Linked DNA regions of Mus musculus: all the other regions are linked to region 1. A link is a contact called in public HiChIP or PLAC-seq and promoter capture Hi-C data. All regions are on one chromosome and are shown on one strand. The core of a region is the stretch at or near the end of the contact, and the rest is flanking DNA. Distances in the headings are between cores, read along the strand shown. Region 1 holds the start of Aars (alanyl-tRNA synthetase). Region 2 overlaps Sf3b3 (splicing factor 3b, subunit 3). Region 3 overlaps Il34 (interleukin 34).

Region 1 (2,700 bases), core at 39-2,538:
AAGCTTGGGGCCAGACCCAGGGCCTTGAATTACAAGGTGACTTCAGCCACAGGACCTTGTAACATATTTCCATTTACAAGCTAGCCGTTCTGCCTGGCCTCTCCTTTCCCTTCTTCCTAATGAGGTCGTTTTGATCAATCACAAAGAAACATACTTAAGCAAACCTTTCCTTTCTTCACCAGGTCTCTCCTCTTTATACTGTCTCCTAGCCTCAAATGATTTATTTGGTGTGACTATTTAATGCTCACCTCCCAATCACAGTCTATGTTACATCTCAGTAGGAATCCTGGCTGGCTTCACTTCACCGTTACAGTGTATTTTCAGTATCTAGTAAAGTGGTCGTCACCCATGCTCATGATTAATTATACTAATCTGTAAATAGCATGCTCTGCACTAACATACTCCAAAGCACACCAGGAAACTTAGACTGTTTGAAAAAATTGCTGAATATATTTGTTCGGGTGAACCTGAAGGTATCAACTATTCTGTTTTTAAGAATCGAATCGGGCCGAGGGTCGTAGCACACGCCTTTGGTCCCACCACTCTTGAAGATCTCTGTGAGTCGAGACCAGCCTGGTCTACATAGTGAAACCCTGTCTCAAAACAGCAACAGAAAGAAGCGAGTCTGGAGTGCTGGCTCACGCCTGTAATTCCAGCACTTGAAATGCTGAGGCAGGAGAACTGCCGCGAGTTCAAGGCCAGCCCGGGTTACAGAGTTGAGTTCAGGCCAGTCTGGGGTAAGGTGTGAGAACCTAATAAAGAATGAATGAAGATGCCTCTTAGAGAGACTCCATTTATCTTAGTCACCCTGCTCTTCAGGCCTGGTTCCCTAACCCCCTAAGAGATTAAAATTAGAGGAGACAAACCCTTAGCTCTGGGTGGCGACTGAAGAGCAACCGCGATCTTCCCAAGGTCTTGGTCCTCTGCAAGTCCACCAGAAACCACACCACTCTCAGTGCTCCGAGGGAATAGCAAAAGCTACTCTCGAGATCCGGCTCCTGCGGAGACCGGGTCCTGACCCAGGCCAGGGGCGGGACCGCCCGGCAGCCCGCTGCAGCTGCCCCTCCCCCTCCAAGCGCCGGCTCTTCTCGTAGAGCTCTCGGGGCTCACTTGCTTTTTTTCCCGAGGGTCCGGGTCCCCAGGTCCTTCCTTGCCCGGAGCCCACCGCCACTCGCCGGCAGTTACCTGCTCCCTCAGATGCGCACAAGAAGCTATACTCACCCGCCACAACCGGTGCCAGAGCCGTACCTCACCATCCAATCAGAGCGCTCTGATGAAAAGTGACCCGCTACGCCTTGTCATCCTCTGATATGATTGGTCCACTGGCATGCCAATCATTCGGAGCGCGAATGAGCTAACAAGCCGGTTTCTGGGAAGGCTCCTGGGCTCGGCTGATGCAATGCTCAAGAAAGCTAGGACATGGAGTGTCACGTGACAGGGTTGACTATTGGCTTCAGGAGGCAGACATTTTGGGTTCTATTGGCAAAGCCCTAATAGTTGACAGTTAACAAGAGGAATGAAAACATGAATTTGGTGGCGATCACAGATTTTGGCATAGAACTGTTTAACTGCAAAGTGATACACGTACCTCAAAGGTTCGTTTTTCGGCCTTTTGAAACGGAGCAAGGTGGTCTTGAAATCAGGGGATTTGCCAGTCTTGCAGGTGTGCACCAATCAAATGTTCTTATTGTTATCGCGTATAGATCGGCATGCCTTCTTTAACGGTACCCTGGACTGAAATAAGTGCTTCAACCACGCCGAAGCGCTTTGGCACTGACTGATACGTCCGGTTCTCTCTTTGAGACAGGGTCTGGATAAATTGTCCAGGTTGGCCTTGAATTTTTCACTCTTGTCTTAGCCTCCGGAGTAGGAGGCAGTACAGTCCTGTGACATTAGGCATAGCTTTATATTTGTCCTTCAGGTCCCAATAAGAAGAAATTCGGGTCTTGATTTTGAAGAGGAAGAAATGACGTAACCCAAGTTAAAGGACATCTGTCCCTCTGTTTGCTTTAGAAAACAAGTCAACATTCTTAGGAAACGCCTACAACGGTGACGCACATCCATAGTCCCAGCACTTGAGAGCCAAGAGGATCAGAGCTTAAGGCTACCCTTGGGCCTTGGGCACAGTCTCAAAATAACACACACAAAACCTAAAATCTATAGGTAAGGCATCACACTAAAAAGTTCACACACCGTTTAATTTTTAAACTGTATTATCAGGTCTGCTAGTACCACTTTTTCACAGATGAGGAAACCCCAAATTACACGAAAACTTTTTCATGATGTACAGCTTTACAGAACAAAGAGAGTCATAAGTCAAGGTAATTTTAAAATATAGTGATGGTTATATCTGAAAGGCGACTATAGCAAGATGGAAAGCTTTTCTATAGACCCAAGATGTTATCTGATGGCATCTTTAGCTTTTTGGATGGTGGAAGCCAGTGGTCTGGTAAGTTAATAGATTCCAAATGGTTTCTATCTGTTAGTACAAGACTTTATTAGTTCAAACACAGAAATGGACAAAGAATGGTTGTTTTCAGAAGGCCAGAACTAGTCCAAGACAAATTCAATTAGCCTGTGAGCTTACGACATTCCTGTCTTCACAGTACTGACCTCAGATCTAATCAGTCAATTAGTATCCACAGACATAGTATAGTCTCTTTCCAGTTTTTGTTCACAGCTATATACCAAGACCTTGTC
Region 2 (2,700 bases), core at 8-2,507, 210 kb after region 1:
GTTGTGTCTCAACTGCCTTTCTAATGCTAGTAAATTTGAATTTTTCCTAACAGCTCCTCTGTTTTCTTTTTTCCAGATGAGTTTGATGCCTACATCATTGTGTCTTTCGTGAATGCCACACTTGTGCTATCTATCGGAGAGACTGTGGAAGAAGTGACTGACTCTGGCTTCTTGGGCACCACTCCAACCTTGTCCTGCTCCTTGTTAGGAGATGATGCACTGGTGCAGGTGAGCGTGCACCTCCTCAGCGTGCCTTGGCCGTCCGTCCTTTGCCCATCCTTTGCCCATCCTTCTCTTGTTTTGTGGTGTGCTTGAATTCATGTTTCTTCATTCTCACCTTCCAGAAAACCTGAGGGGAGGGTCTAATGTCTTATCAACATAAAAAGGGGTACTGAGAATTCATCCCTTTCAGGCTTTGAATAACTCGGCAGTTAGGAAAATTTGAAGCCTAACATTTCCTCCCTGTTGGTCATTCCCTATCACTGCTTTTCTCATCTTTATCATTAACATGTGGGCTTGGGACCTTTCTCAACTGAGGTGGCAAAGCATGAACATTTCAAAAACAAGCAGTGCCTCATTTGTGTGGTCCCAGTGTGCCAGTGTGAGGGCCATTCTGGGTGACAATCAGATTGCTAGTTAGATGTTCTTCTTTGACTGACTTCTAGGTGTATCCAGATGGCATCCGACACATACGAGCAGATAAAAGAGTTAATGAGTGGAAGACTCCCGGCAAGAAAACGATTGTGAAGTGTGCAGTGAACCAGCGACAAGTGGTGATCGCCCTGACTGGGGGAGAGCTGGTCTATTTCGAGATGGATCCTGTATGTTACTTGTTTTGTTCTGCTGGCCCTGTGTTATCTTCCATTATGGTCCTTGGGGTGGGGTTCTGTTGTTGTGCTTAGGCAGTGTTGTCAGTGTATGTATCTTAAGCATGCATGGATTCACAAGAAAGAGAATTGGGACTCTGAAGTGTCCACAAACAAGACAGTTTGGCCCCTTTTTTAAAGATTAAGGACAAAAACTAGGAAATCTAATTCAGATTACAGATGTGAAATCTCTTGAAAGCCAAATAGCTTGTTTTGTACCTCATCCTCATCTTCTAGTGAATATTTGGTAAAGAATTCTTTTATTTTCTTCTGTCTCGTTTCTCTTTTTTTGTTTTTTGTTTTGTTTTGTTTTGAGATACAGTCTAATGTAGAATTCTAGGCTGGTGACTCACAGCAGTCTTCCTGTCTCAACTTCACAAGTGCTGTGATTAGTCATGAGTTACTATTCCTGATTTTGCTATTTTATATGAAAATGTATCCAGAACTTACCTTCTACAGAAATCTCTAGTAGACTTGACATTTTTGTTGTTGTTTTGACTGTGTTTGAATTGGCTTTGGTGTATTAGGAAAGGGTTTTGTTTTTGAGATGGTCTCATGTAGACTAGATTGGCCTTGACCCTGTTCTTCTGTCTCCCTTTCTGTTTCCCATGTGCTAGAATTATAGTCTTGCATTACCACAGCTGGCTTTGTTCAGGGTTCTCATGATGAGAACAGATAAATGGCTTTATATATTTGTTTCTTGGTCTAGGATAGTGTATATTTATGCTACATCCTGCTTTTTTTCTTTCCCTCTGGGGCACTAACCTGTGAAGTTGATTTTGGGATCTGAAATGGTGAGATTCTTGGTCACTGACTTACTAAAAAGTGGAGTGAGATATAAAACAGTGTTAGCAGTGTTGCTCAGTTGATAGATCTCTAGCACTGTATAAACAGGGTGTGTTCAGACCCTTTGTAATCTCAGAACTCAGAGGAGGCCATGGTCTCAGGTTCATCCTTGAACGTAGCTAATAATAGTTACATGAAACCCCATCTCAGAAGCAAAAAGAGGGGTGAGAGGAGGCAAAAATAAAATTAAATTTAAAAAAAGTCTTAACAGCCCATCTTCCTTTCATACATAGTCCAGAGCTACAGGGTGAATTGTAGCACACAGACCTATTTTGTTTTTCTTCCTGTAGTCAGGACAGTTGAATGAGTACACGGAGCGGAAAGAGATGTCAGCAGATGTGGTGTGCATGAGTCTGGCCAACGTGCCCCCTGGAGAACAGCGATCTCGGTTCCTGGCTGTGGGGCTGGTGGACAACACTGTCAGAATCATCTCCCTCGACCCATCAGTGAGTGGCATTCTTAGTCTTCTGGGTGGGCCCTAAGCACCTGGCTCCCTAAAATCTGTGTCTATTGTTTTTCTCTCCTCTCCCCCATCTTGTCCAGCAGTGAGATCCTAAGCACCCAGTGTGGTGAGGTGTATGCTGCTGCCGCCTTTGATTCCCATAGCACACCTCGGGATGTTTAAGGATGTTGATCTGTGGCTACTATGTGTTTCTTCCTCAAAAGACTTGAATCCCTTTTGTAGTGTTTTAGATTCTATCTATGTTGTTCATGTTTTGCTTGCATGTTTGTATCAGGAAGTATCCAAGCCAACATGTAGATCCTGGGAGAGCAACAAGTTCTTTAAACCACTGGAGCCTTGCCTTCAGTTTAAAATCCTAAGACTGGTGATTAAAAAGGAATTTTACTTATTATAGGGCCTAATATGACTTTCTTACTTTGACCATTATCCACTTTGACAGAAATAAACAAGAGCTCCCCAAAACTTACTCTGAGATTTAGATTTAATAAGCATCTACTGTCTCAGTTTTCTTTTGGGGTTTCCATT
Region 3 (2,700 bases), core at 138-2,637, 250 kb after region 1:
AAGATAAGGGATGTGGCAACCATTGCCAAACGTTCCTCAGGCCTGTGGCATCCCCACCCCCACCCCATCTATAAACTACAGTTAACCTAATCTCTGTTGCTGTAGACAAGTTCAGACTTTCTAGTTTAAAATTAATATTATATAGAGGGTGTTCTTTCTCTTGAGGTTTCTTTTTTGTTTTTGTAGGGGTTTTTTGTTTTTTGTTTGGTTTTTCGAGACAGGGTTTCTCTGTGTAGCCCTGGTTGTCCTGGAACTCACTCTGTAGACCAGGCTGGCCTTGAACTCAGAAATACGCCTGCCTCTGCCTCCAGAGTTCTGGAATTAAAAACGGGTGCCACCGCTGCCTGAAAGATCTGGTTCTATCAATGCATACAATTTATCTGAGATTCATCTGTGCAAAAATGCACATTAATAATTGACTCTTCACTACCAAGTAGTATTTCATTAGTTGGATAGGTTTTTTTTTTTTAACCCATTTATCTCCTGATGGACAGTGCAGTTGTTTCTGGCCTTTTTTACTAGACTATTTAAATATAATAGGGTTTTTTTTTTGTATTTTATTTTATGTATATGAGTGTTTCGCCTGCATGTATGTCTGTGGACCCTGTCCATGCAGTGTTTGCCAAGACCAAAAGAAGGCATTTGATCCTCGGGAACTGAAATTACAGACAATTATGAGCTACCGCGTAGGCTCTAGGGACTGAATCCGGGGCTTTTGCAAGAGCATCGTGTAGTCCTAACTGTTCTGCGAACTCTCCAGCCCCTTGGGTGTGTGGGGGTGGGGGAGAACATGCCACAGAAGGAGGTCAAAGGACCACTCTGAGGGTTGAGTTCTCTCCTTCCACTAAACAGATCTTAGGAGTGAAACTCAGGTTGGCAAGGTTGGTCGTGGGTGTCCTCATACACTGAGCTGTCTCACCAGCCCTGGTGGAAAAAAAACAAAACAAAAGACAAAGTCTAATGTAACTCAGACTGGCCTCAAACTTGATGTGTAGCCAAGGGAGACATTAATTTGATCCACCCGTCTCCACAGTCCAGGTGCTGGGATTACGTGGGGATGCCACCCTGCCTAGCTTAAAATATTATTTTATAGTTTTGTGTAGTGCTTTTGTGTCCTGCAGCCTTGCTGAACACATTCATTAGGCTTATGGGTTTATACACACCTCAGGGTTTTCTATATAACTAACAGGCCTGTCTAGCATCAGGGCAGTTGTCTTTCTCCTTTACAACGTCTTAGCTTTTTATCTGTTTGCTTTCTGTTATTATTATTATTATTTCTTTTTTATTGTACTGGACAAGGCTGAGCAGTAGTGTCAAGTGCAGACACACATGTCTTGTCCCAGAGAAAAAGCCTCTTTCACAGCCTGGCTGCTGTCACAGGTGGAGGAGGGGTTCCCTCGCGGTCAGAGTTTGCTGAGGAAACCAGGAAAGAGTTGCTGGGCTGTGCCAAGGACGCTCTTTGCCTCTGCTGAAACAACAGGATTTCCCTCTTTCAGTTCGTGAACACGACTGATTTAAAAATTGCTAAAGTGCCGGGTGGTGGTGGTGCACGCCTTTAATCCCAGCACTTGGGAGGCAGAGGCAGGCAGATTTCTGAGTTTGAGGCCAGCCTGGTCTACAAAGTGAGTTCCAGGACAGCCAGGGCTACACAGAGAAACCCTGTCTCAAACAAACAAAACAAAACAAAACAAAACAAAACAAAACAAAACAAAACAAAACAAAAACCCGCTAAAGTAATGCTTCGTGCCTAGGATGCTGCGATGGTTTGTATATGCTTGGCCCAGGGACTGGCACTATTAGAAGGTGTGGCCTTGTTGGAGTAGGCGTGGTCTTGTTGGACTGGGCGTGGTGCTGTGGGTGTGGGCTTAAGTCCCTCACCATAGCTGCCTGGAAGTGAGTATTCTGCTAGCAGCCTTCAGATGAAGATGTAGAACTCTCAGCTCCTCCTACACCGTAACTGCCTGGATGCTGCCGTGTTTCTGCCTTGGTGATAATGGGCTGAAGCTCTGAACCTGTAAGCCAGCCCCTATTACATGTTGTCCTTATAAGAATTGCCTTGGTCATGGTATCTGTTCACAGCAGTAAAAAACCCTAAGACAGAAGTCATGGTAGTAAGACACTAAGCTTTGGGAGCCAGAAGCCTCCAGCTGCGTCTTGTTCCTCATTAAGACCAGGCTTGGGGTGGGGAATTAGCTTGTCAATAAAGTGCTTCACTATGCAATTGTGAGGATCTGAATTAGATCCCTCAGAACCATTGTTGTTGTTGTTGTTGTTCTAAAGCTAGAGCGGTGGTACACACTTGTGCATGTGTTATCCTAGCACTATGACCTGGGGTTGGGGCAGGGACAGGCGGATCCCTGGGGTTCATTGGCCAGCCTAGCCTGATTGGCAAACTTAAGACCAGTAAGAGACCTTGTCACAAAAATGAGATGGATGAGCCAGGTGTGGTGCCGCATGCCTTCAGTCTGGGAGGCAGAGGCAGCCTGGAGTTCGAGGCCAGCCTGATCTAGGTGAAAGGTGTTCCTGATGCTTTGTCTTCTGGCCTCCACATGCAACTGCCTACACACACACACACACACACACACACACACACACAGGCACACGCACACACGCACACACACGCACACACGCACGCACACACACACACGACTTTCTCACATACACATAAACATATACACACATGTACATGCACACGCAGAG

Evidence for each region. Promoter capture Hi-C pulls out the DNA fragments that hold promoters and counts their contacts. HiChIP or PLAC-seq counts read pairs in DNA pulled down with a chosen protein or histone mark.
Region 2: a contact with region 1 is called in an H3K27ac HiChIP or PLAC-seq map of trophoblast stem cells, with 12 read pairs. The contact joins the enhancer-like site here to the promoter of Aars in region 1. A contact is called at or near these places in 20 of 39 promoter capture datasets (the 3T3-L1 cell line, 3T3-L1-derived adipocytes, the C10 cell line and 13 more), 1 of 15 datasets of contacts at CTCF or cohesin (embryonic stem cells), 72 of 484 Hi-C or Micro-C datasets (the 63-12 cell line, B cells, the C2C12 cell line and 25 more), 22 of 115 datasets of contacts at active chromatin or transcription factors (the 230-238 cell line, the NIH/3T3 cell line, the SCID.adh cell line and 13 more) and 5 of 9 other capture datasets (adipose tissue, embryonic stem cells, embryonic tail and 2 more).
Region 3: a contact with region 1 is called in a promoter capture Hi-C map of 3T3-L1-derived adipocytes, with 2.5 times the contacts expected there. The contact joins the enhancer-like site here to the promoter of Aars in region 1. A contact is called at or near these places in 8 of 39 promoter capture datasets (the 3T3-L1 cell line, 3T3-L1-derived adipocytes, cranial neural crest and 4 more), 11 of 115 datasets of contacts at active chromatin or transcription factors (acute myeloid leukemia, embryonic limb bud, embryonic stem cells and 2 more) and 3 of 9 other capture datasets (adipose tissue, liver and pancreatic islet).

The regions. Positions count from the first base shown.
Region 1 is chr8:111,032,430-111,035,129 of GRCm38.p6, reverse strand. Aars (alanyl-tRNA synthetase) reads right to left here and starts at 1,288. Exons shown (of 21, transcript NM_146217.4): 1 at 867-1,288.
Region 2 is chr8:110,823,623-110,826,322 of GRCm38.p6, reverse strand. It overlaps Sf3b3 (splicing factor 3b, subunit 3), which reads left to right. Exons shown (of 26, transcript NM_133953.2): 12 at 77-228; 13 at 666-821; 14 at 2,003-2,158. Among named protein-coding and RNA genes, the nearest start is that of Snord111, 14 kb to the left of the region's middle. Within about 2 kb of position 1,257, at least 28 of the 459 cell types and tissues checked have an H3K27ac peak or open chromatin away from gene starts, as enhancers often do. A contact at or near this core is called in the HL-1 cell line, the NIH/3T3 cell line, bone marrow-derived macrophages and 4 more, where this site is marked.
Region 3 is chr8:110,785,853-110,788,552 of GRCm38.p6, reverse strand. All of the region lies in intron 1 of Il34 (interleukin 34), which reads left to right. Among named protein-coding and RNA genes, the nearest start is that of Gm15895, 18 kb to the left of the region's middle. Within about 2 kb of position 1,387, at least 14 of the 459 cell types and tissues checked have an H3K27ac peak or open chromatin away from gene starts, as enhancers often do. A contact at or near this core is called in 3T3-L1-derived adipocytes and adipose tissue, where this site is marked.